2 separate regions of the Gasterosteus aculeatus genome follow, and region 1 is linked to region 2. A link is a contact called in public Hi-C data. All regions are on one chromosome and are shown on one strand. The core of a region is the stretch at or near the end of the contact, and the rest is flanking DNA. Distances in the headings are between cores, read along the strand shown. Region 1 overlaps LOC120826048 (retinoic acid receptor beta). Region 2 holds the start of LOC120826048 (retinoic acid receptor beta).

The links. Hi-C and Micro-C count contacts between places; a contact is called where the count stands out from the background.
Region 1: a Hi-C map of tail fin shows a contact between it and region 2, with 6 times the contacts expected there. The contact joins the enhancer-like site here to the promoter of LOC120826048 in region 2. A contact is called at or near these places in 4 of 6 Hi-C or Micro-C datasets (skeletal muscle, tail fin and whole body).

Annotation. Positions count from the first base shown.
Region 1 is chr10:14,775,373-14,779,423 of fGasAcu3.hap1.1, forward strand. It overlaps LOC120826048 (retinoic acid receptor beta), which reads left to right. Exons shown (of 9, transcript XM_040187965.2): 7 at 735-939; 8 at 2,957-3,115. Among protein-coding and RNA genes, the nearest start is that of top2b, 22 kb to the right of the region's middle. Within about 2 kb of position 1,284, at least 1 of the 9 cell types and tissues checked has open chromatin away from gene starts, as enhancers often do.
Region 2 is chr10:14,684,076-14,688,374 of fGasAcu3.hap1.1, forward strand. It overlaps LOC120826048 (retinoic acid receptor beta), which reads left to right and starts at 1,336. Exons shown (of 9, transcript XM_040187965.2): 1 at 1,336-1,657.

The DNA of each region.
Region 1 (4,051 bases), core at 34-2,533, 91 kb after region 2:
GGGTCCGTCACCATGAGTGACAGCTTAGACGTCACACAGTTATTTGATCAATTGTTATTTTAAAACTATTGAGTAGTGTAGCATTTTGTTCATTTGTTTGTGTGCTGTGAGTTCCGCATACATGTTGTGAGGGTAAAAAAAGGACAAATAAAAGCTCCTACAGGTAAATACAGAGTTTTCTGATAATTGTCCTTTTGTAAAAATCTCAACCTGCTACGTGCGTTACAGCTAGAGACGATATTCCTGACTGTCTTGTTCACATCAGAAGTACACTCTGATCTTGAGGAAGACTAGAGGGCAGAAAGTGAAAACTACACTGTGTGTTTTTGTTTTGTTGAAACTCTTGCTTTGTTGATGATGAATAAATCCTTTGCTCTTGCTTTATGGATGAGTTGTAAACAATTAAGTTGTTCCCTTATCCTGAATTTGGTTCAAATCCATTGAGAATTTATAAATATATACATTCTTAATAAACGTATTTTCCTGCAGATCCTGCAGCCCTCTTTTCGGAGCGCATGGCCATATGGTCCAAATAGTCAGAGGCGTTCTACCCAACCTGGCGACTGATGATTTAGTGCTTTTCTACACTGACAGCAGCTTTAGGTAGACACCGACCTGCAAAACAACCGCTCGTCTTAGAGACGTCCAAAGCCAAACTCCATAAATCAACCCCAACGGTGCATCACTTAAAAGTTTCCCCCCTTCTCTCTGCCCTGCCTCCCCCCCCCAATCAGATCCTGCGCATCTGCACCAGGTACACCCCCGACAAGGACACCATGACCTTTTCAGACGGGCTGACCCTCAACCGGACGCAGATGCACAACGCCGGCTTCGGCCCGCTCACCGAGTTGGTGTTCACTTTTGCCAACCAGCTGCTGCCCATCGAGATGGACGACACGGAGACGGGCCTCCTCAGCGCCATCTGTCTCATCTCCGGAGGTGGGCGAGCCGGGGCATTTATCGAGGGAGGGGAGGGGGGGGGGGGGGGCAGCAGGTTTGTTAGGGGTCCGCTTGGAGTCCGCCGAGCCTCTGAGAGACAGTTGTTTTAGGAAGGAAGGGACGCATGGTTCAGCCGCCGAAAAAGACAGACGTTGACCTTCGCAGTAAAGTTCTGGAGCCCTTCAGCGTGCTGCAGCTGACCAGCCAATTAGCCACCTGACATGGTGTGTTTTTGGCAGACGGGAAGGGGGGGGGGGGGGGGGGGGGCAAGCAGAGACACGACTTCAACAGGATGCATCATCTTGTTCTCTAACAAATGACGACAGGGATTCAGAACATACCGTCGGTGCATTAAACACAGTGTTAGTCACATTCTGGATACATATGCTGTTATGTAACATTTCAGATGAATATGAAAAAGCAGATAAGCTCACAAGGAGGAGAAATGACGACGTCTTTATAAAGGAACTAATCCGATATCATCGGGACAATCAGGGTTATTTCCATTTGTGGCTGTTACATCTACTTACTTTATATTGACATTGCTAGATTGCGTTTGAGAAAATGATGAACATGTATGATGTAACTGAAAATAAATCCCTGTTTTAAATCAGCTTTTGATAAAAACATCAAAAAACATCAAGAAGTCGACACTCTGATTCTGTACCGGGTCAAATTATCGGCTTTTTGCAGCCTAATTGAATCGTTTATTTAGCATAAATTCCGATTTAAATATAAAACCAGAGTTAATCGTGTCATATTGGAGCACATCGAGTGGAATGAATAAATCGAACCACGTTTGACTGCTCACCGTTTAACTAAGTCCTTCCTCCAGCTGATCGTTGAGTGCTGCCAGAATCCACGGGAGTCTGAAACCAGGTCAAACTCCAGCCGCTCTGTCGGGGGGGGGGGGGGGGTGGTACAGGTACCTGACAACAGCGTCAGATAGCTGAGTGAAAATGTTTGAGCCCCCCCAGAGGGGAGAATCAGCCCGCCAGCGCTAAGGCAATATATTGATTGCTATATTATTATTATATTGATCTCAGTTGGAAGGCGCTTTATCTTCTGATCCTTTCATGTGGGAGTGAATTTAGCGAAAGGAGAACACAAAATAAGATTATACGTGTTTGTCTCTCACACAGGATTTATTTATTGATGAGAAAATATGCTCTGTCGTGACCTAAATGGAGACCTGGTCCGTCTGTACCTCCAACCAAAAGTTGCACAGTCCTCCCCTTCGTTCTCTTCTCTCTCCTCCAGCTTTCATTTTCATTGGTGCTGCGGCTCTTTGACAATATTTATTTATATGCTGAATCCCCGGAGCCGTGGCAGATATTACAGGCTCTTGCATAATCCATGGGCAGCCAACACCTTTGAATGCATCGTAAAACGGCAGCGGCGGATGCCACGTGCACACACTGCCACCTTACGGCTCGGCGGTGCAGTGCGTGCTCCTAAAAGTCTGTGATGACAAGTCATGCATCTGATAGTCAATCAAAGGAGCAAGGGAGTAAAGCAACTTTGGAAGAGGACTCAGAGGGTGAAAATCAGACTGAGGTCGCTCTTCCCCACATTGTGGGAATAAAAACAAAATTGGAAACGATGAAAGCACAATCAATCCGCTCTGGAGTTGAAAATAAAACAGCCCAAAGAAATAAGCGACGGTCTGTGAACGGAAGTCCGCTGGTCGTCTTCAAAGCGCCCCGGTCGGCGTTTCCCCGCCGCGTGAGCCTTTTAACACTCCGGTTATCAGAGCTTAACGCCGCGACGGAAAAGAAAGGATTCAAATGAGTTTTCTTTTTTTCAGTTATCTTATTGTAAGCATCTCTGCGTTCGCTCCTCTGCAGTAAATGAGTTTACACAAAGAGATAAACTCTTCCTCCTCATCCACAGCCGGCTTCATGCTGTGATACACGTGTTCAGACAAAGCAAAGACTTGGATTCATCACAGTTGAGCCGCAAGTCTGACTTGAATTGTGTGTGTGTGTGTGTGTGTGTGTGTATGTGTGTGCGTCAGACCGTCAGGACCTGGAGGAGCCCTCAAAGGTGGACCAGCTCCAGGAACCGCTCCTGGAAGCTCTGAAGATCTACGTGAGGAAACGTCGGCCCAGCAAACCGCACATGTTCCCCAAAACCCTGATGAAGATCACCGACCTGCGCAGCATCAGCGCTAAAGGTAGGAGGGATGTCAACTCAAAAGTTACGCTATGCTGCTGCCTTGACAACCGTTGCTATGGAGAATAGACCAGTCACGGGGCGCCAATCACAGCAGTAGAAAAATTCAAAACGTTCCTGAGCTGGGAAAAAAAAAAAGGATCCAAAAGGAATGTAGCGTCTGAAAATAAATTGTTTTATCGGATTCCTCAGTCGTAGTTAGTTCTCACAGCCTTGTGTCTTTGTCTTCCTTCCTTCCTGCCTTTGAGTATCACATGTTTTCTAACAATATTTTTGCACTGATGATTAAAACCGGAGCGTTTCAGTGCTCAAACTGTGAGTCACCTTGAAGGAAAGAATGACTTTATACTTCCAGAAATAGGTTTCCCCCAAAATATCTCCTTCCACAGACGGGTTTCAAAGGCTGTTAGATGCACAGGTGCTTTCTTTGATGCACACTGAGGTTCTGCACAAAAAAACACAATTACTGTATATTATCCTCCCCTTCCTCTGTCAAACTCCATGTAGTAAACATCTGTATCGAGCAGGGTTCAGGTGATGGCCACTAGATGCTCAATCCAACAATCTAAGAAGTCCATATACTGGAAAAGGCTCTGACTTCCTTCTTAAAATACAAAATAGAGTGTGATTTCACTTGACTTTTAACTTCTCAACTGGCGGCCTGTGAATCCCTTTTCATTTGTAACTTCCTGAAGCCAACTTTTAAAGCTCATTGTGGAGCCTGCGTTTACTTTATGATCCTCAAAGGCCTCCTTGCTCCTGTGCAGACCCCTTTGTCCACTTTGGAATAATAATGAATCCCATCTTTTAAACGTGCCTTTTTGAAGTCTTGCATAGAGTTTTCCTGTTGCATTACAAGCTTATGTTCTTGCTTCATGCTTTTATTGGTTGTACTGGTTTTATTTGTCTCCTAATCTTTTAGAGAGGAGGAGGGGGG
Region 2 (4,299 bases), core at 86-2,585:
GGAGCTCTTCTGGATCTGCCTCTCTATAGAGATCCGTTACACTAAACCAGCTCTCTTAACCTCCTTTATGGCATGAGTATCGGGCCTCAACCCCCCCTCACCTGGTTCACGTCGTTTCCACACTCTTGGCAGAGTGTTTAGTGAGCGATCTGAGGTCCATGAGAGATAAAAGTGGGCCGCGGCATCCAAATATGTGGGCTTTTTCCCGCCAATCATTAAACAGCATCGATATTTCTCTGAAAACAATGGATTCTATCACCATGTGTTAAGTGAAAAGCATTACTCACGTTACCCTGCTCGCTGAGAACACATCGTAACTTATAGCGTCTCAGTGAGGCGGATCTCCAACCCAACGTAAAGCCGTTGGTCAGCCGGGGGAACCGGTGTGGTCCGAAGAGCGGAGAGGATCATAGGAGGAGATTCGATCGGTCAAACAAACACAAGATATGAAAATAAAAGGACTCTTCAGGCCCACGAAGCACTTTCCTTTTCTAATCAGGTACGCTGCTCTCACACAATGACAAGAAAGGGGAAAATGGGAATAATCAGCTGTTTCTTGCAAATGTAAAAGAATTGAATTGAACCAGCAAACGACAACATTTACATGTGAGATTTGTTGCAGTTGAATTGGCCACATGTGTTGCATTACCACACATTTACCAAATAGCCAAGGACACAAATGTCTGTTGTACAGAAAGCGATGATTTATTTGAACAATGTCTCCCCCGGTGTAATGTTTTTAAATATATATATTATATTTATATTTCTGGTTTTTGCTTGACAATCAGTGCTACGAATTGTTTCTCCCTAAACTTAATGGTGCGTTAACCCATCGCCATTAACCATGGAGGTCAGAGGTCATGCAGCCCCATCTGATCTCCCTGCTTCTTCCTCAGTGGCACCATAAAAAAATCAATCTCAAACTTTTTGAAATATATCAATTTGGAGTTGGAGAAGAAGGAATTTGATGGAAATTGGCTCACGTCTTTGGAATTATTTCACTATTTTCAGACATTTGGAAGTAAACCAAATAACGCAAAACATCAACGTGGAACCATTGATGTGTTTTATCAAAGTGACTGAGGGATCTGTGCCAATAAGAGTCAAAATTTGCTTTGCTGGATCAATGTAACGCCGAATTGCAAAATATCACCTCGACGATTCGGGATGAAATCTTCACATCTGCTGTTTATTTTTGTCTTCTTCTAGAAGGTGACGGAGGGGAATCCCGCATGGTTCCCCGGGCCGAAGTCATTAGTGGAGACCAACTGTGTCGTAAGCTCAAACGCTCGTGTCATGCGGTTAACGGGGGTCGGCTCAACGAGCGCTCCCATCAGGCGGGGTTAGACCCCGCGTTGGCTCCGTGTTGCGGCAGCGCGCCCCTTGGAAATAAAGCGCTCCGTCTGCGCCGAGCGGCTGCGCGCCGTCGGGTTCGGGTACCCCCCCCCGTGCCAAAGAGGACTTCACCGCCCCCCCCCCCCCCTTCCTAGCCCTCCACCCCCACACACCCTCCACCACCCCCCGAGAGGAAATAACGCCGGCTCTCCTGTCTGCTCGGCTGCATCCAGGCAAAAGGTTAAGCTGCGGAGGTCGTGCAGCGTCAACAAAAAGGACGCAAGTTGGAGATAAAGATGCCAGGACGCGCTACGAGACGCGGGTAAGTTTCTCTGTCTGGATGAATCACGGTCGGTGGCGGCTTTACCTTTCTTTCTTTTTTTTTAATGTCGAATGGATGCATGCGTTTTTATTTTAAACGCACGGAATTTAATACACCGGAGAAAAAAAAGTTCCTTTGACACGGAGATGTCCCCGTCAGAGCCGCCGTGTGGCGGGCTGACTCGGTCCGGGGACCGTGAAGTGAGTCAGGGAATGGCGGGTTTGTTTTTGGGGCGTCTGGAGGTGCAGCGCATCGGACCGTGGGCGCTTAAACCTGCAGCCGCCTCAGTCCCAGCATGCTTTCACCTCTACTTGTATTAGTTAATTTATTCTGGTGCGTTGTTGGAGACGATTTACATGATGATGATGATGATGATGGCACATACCTGTTGGACACACTGACCGGTGTAAAACTGGCGTATCGTACAGAACAAAAGTGCAGTGATGCATTTTGGACATTTGTTGCTGTGCTTCTTTGCATAAAAGGTGCACTCTGCAAACTGCATCCAGCACGCATATGTATATAAAAAAATCAGTTTTACTCTGCACGTTTCTTTCTTTTTATTTTTGCTCATGACAAAAACATGATGTTTGAGTAAGAGGGAATGGTTTTGCAACGTTGCACAGCAGCACATGCAACAACATAGAAATGCATGAAAACCTACAATGCAACTTGATCCACAAACAGAGAGGATGGCTCTCCTCCTCCACCTCCTCCACCTCCTCCTCCTGGCCCTCCTGCAGCCGGTGGGCTGTGAGGGCTCCACTGGAGGCTCAGAGCACCTGAGAGTCAGCAGGAGGCTCCTCTCTCCTCCTGCAGGCTTCAGCCTCTCCTTTTGGAGAGCTCATTTCATGCCTTCTATGCCTTCCGTGCCTGCAGTTTAAACCCTTTGAAGTTTTCTCACGCTAAAGCCTGTGCATTGAAACTGCTCTCCAGTATGTTAATGTTCTCTGATTGACTCGTGTGTCTTTTTAATTAACCCACTTGTATGCGCGCCGCGGCACTGTCCTCGATGAAACGCCATCAGGGAGAAGCGACGGACTGACATGCTGTCAATGAGGGGGGGGGATCTCAAAGTCAATGGCAGTTTGTGCTCAAATGATCGCTGGTTTGATGTCGCCTGCGACTTATTTCTGTTTGAAATCCTCGCTGTGAATGAAACACGGAAAAGTGGTGCTTTATAGGATGCAGTGATTAAGACTTCAGCTTCTGTAATATTAATGACTTTGGAAGATTTCAAAGGATGAACTTCAGAGATGCAGTAGCCTGAAGTAAGCCTACATTAATAATGTGCTTAATTCCATCAGTGAGTCCAGTGTTCCTTCAGCGCTTTCATATCGAGCTTTGCCCCCAAATCAAAGCCTTTTAATTATTCCATACGTCTATGTTCACGCAGGATTTACATTACTCAGATGTGCACCTTGATTTTTTTTAAAAATACATTTTTTACTTCACTCACTTGTGTCACCCTGGATTTTTTCCAATGTGTGTTTCCCATCACGGGTAGGCGTGGAAGTCGCACGTGAAATGGGGTCAGTCATGTGATTACCACCAACAGTCAGCAGGTGGCAAAACGCTCTCAGGGAAAAGAGGAGATCCATCAGGCCGTGATGTGCGACGCTCTGAAGGGCAGCTCCCTGTCGCCGGAGATACTCGGCTGGCTTTCAAAGACATCGCTGCCGCTCCTCCGTCTCGTCCCATTTCAGGCTTCTGAGGATGAGACTCGGGCCCTCTTTAAAAAAAACCCAAACAAACAGATTCAACCTTATTACAGCGATAGAAGTATCTTCCCTGCGATGTCACGGATCTTCAGAGGATTCAACTGCAGTTGAGAAATAAGGGTTGAATTGTAATTTGTGGGGTGCGCGCGTGTAGTCTGACACTTCAGCTGTTGCTCATGTGTTCTAACACCGGGTTCCCAGACCGGGGGCCCCAAACGCCACATGTCCACTGGCTGTTTGTGATGCGATCGATAACAGACGTGAAGGTCCGCTCTCCAGAGGTGGAGCTTTTTTTGCCCACGTTGTTGAATTACTAAAGACAAACAGTAAAAACAATGATGTAGTTCTGTTCTGTCGAATGTGAGTTAGTGATGTTTTCAAGGTCAACGATTTATTTAACTGTTCAGGCATTTGCACCATTCGCACCACTTCAGTGCGATATTACCATAAGTCCCATAATGGTCCCTCTACTATGTAGCCTGTGTCACGTAAAAAATGGCTCAGTGTCAAAATGTTGTCATGTGACCACATTATATCATAGAAAATGTAATTTATTAAGTCCCTAACGTTTTGTTTGAATTAAGATCACATAAGCTATAAAATGTACTAAATTCCAATGTTACAGTTGGTTACATAAAAGACAGACTTACAGGTTTGGAAACACAATACGTTTTAATTGAAAAAAGTTCAATTAAAATTGAGATTAATTTAAATATTAAGTGTATACATTACAATAAAATGGTCAATGATCTGTAAGTATGAACTCCAAATGCTGTATAATAACTTTTGAAGAGTTAGACTACCTGTCACATGTTCCCCTCCACACGTCTCGAGATGACGTCACGTCACAAAGACGTGGAGTGAACTTGCATCTAATGATGAATACGTGTTACAGGCTGTTATTTACAGCGCTACATCGGA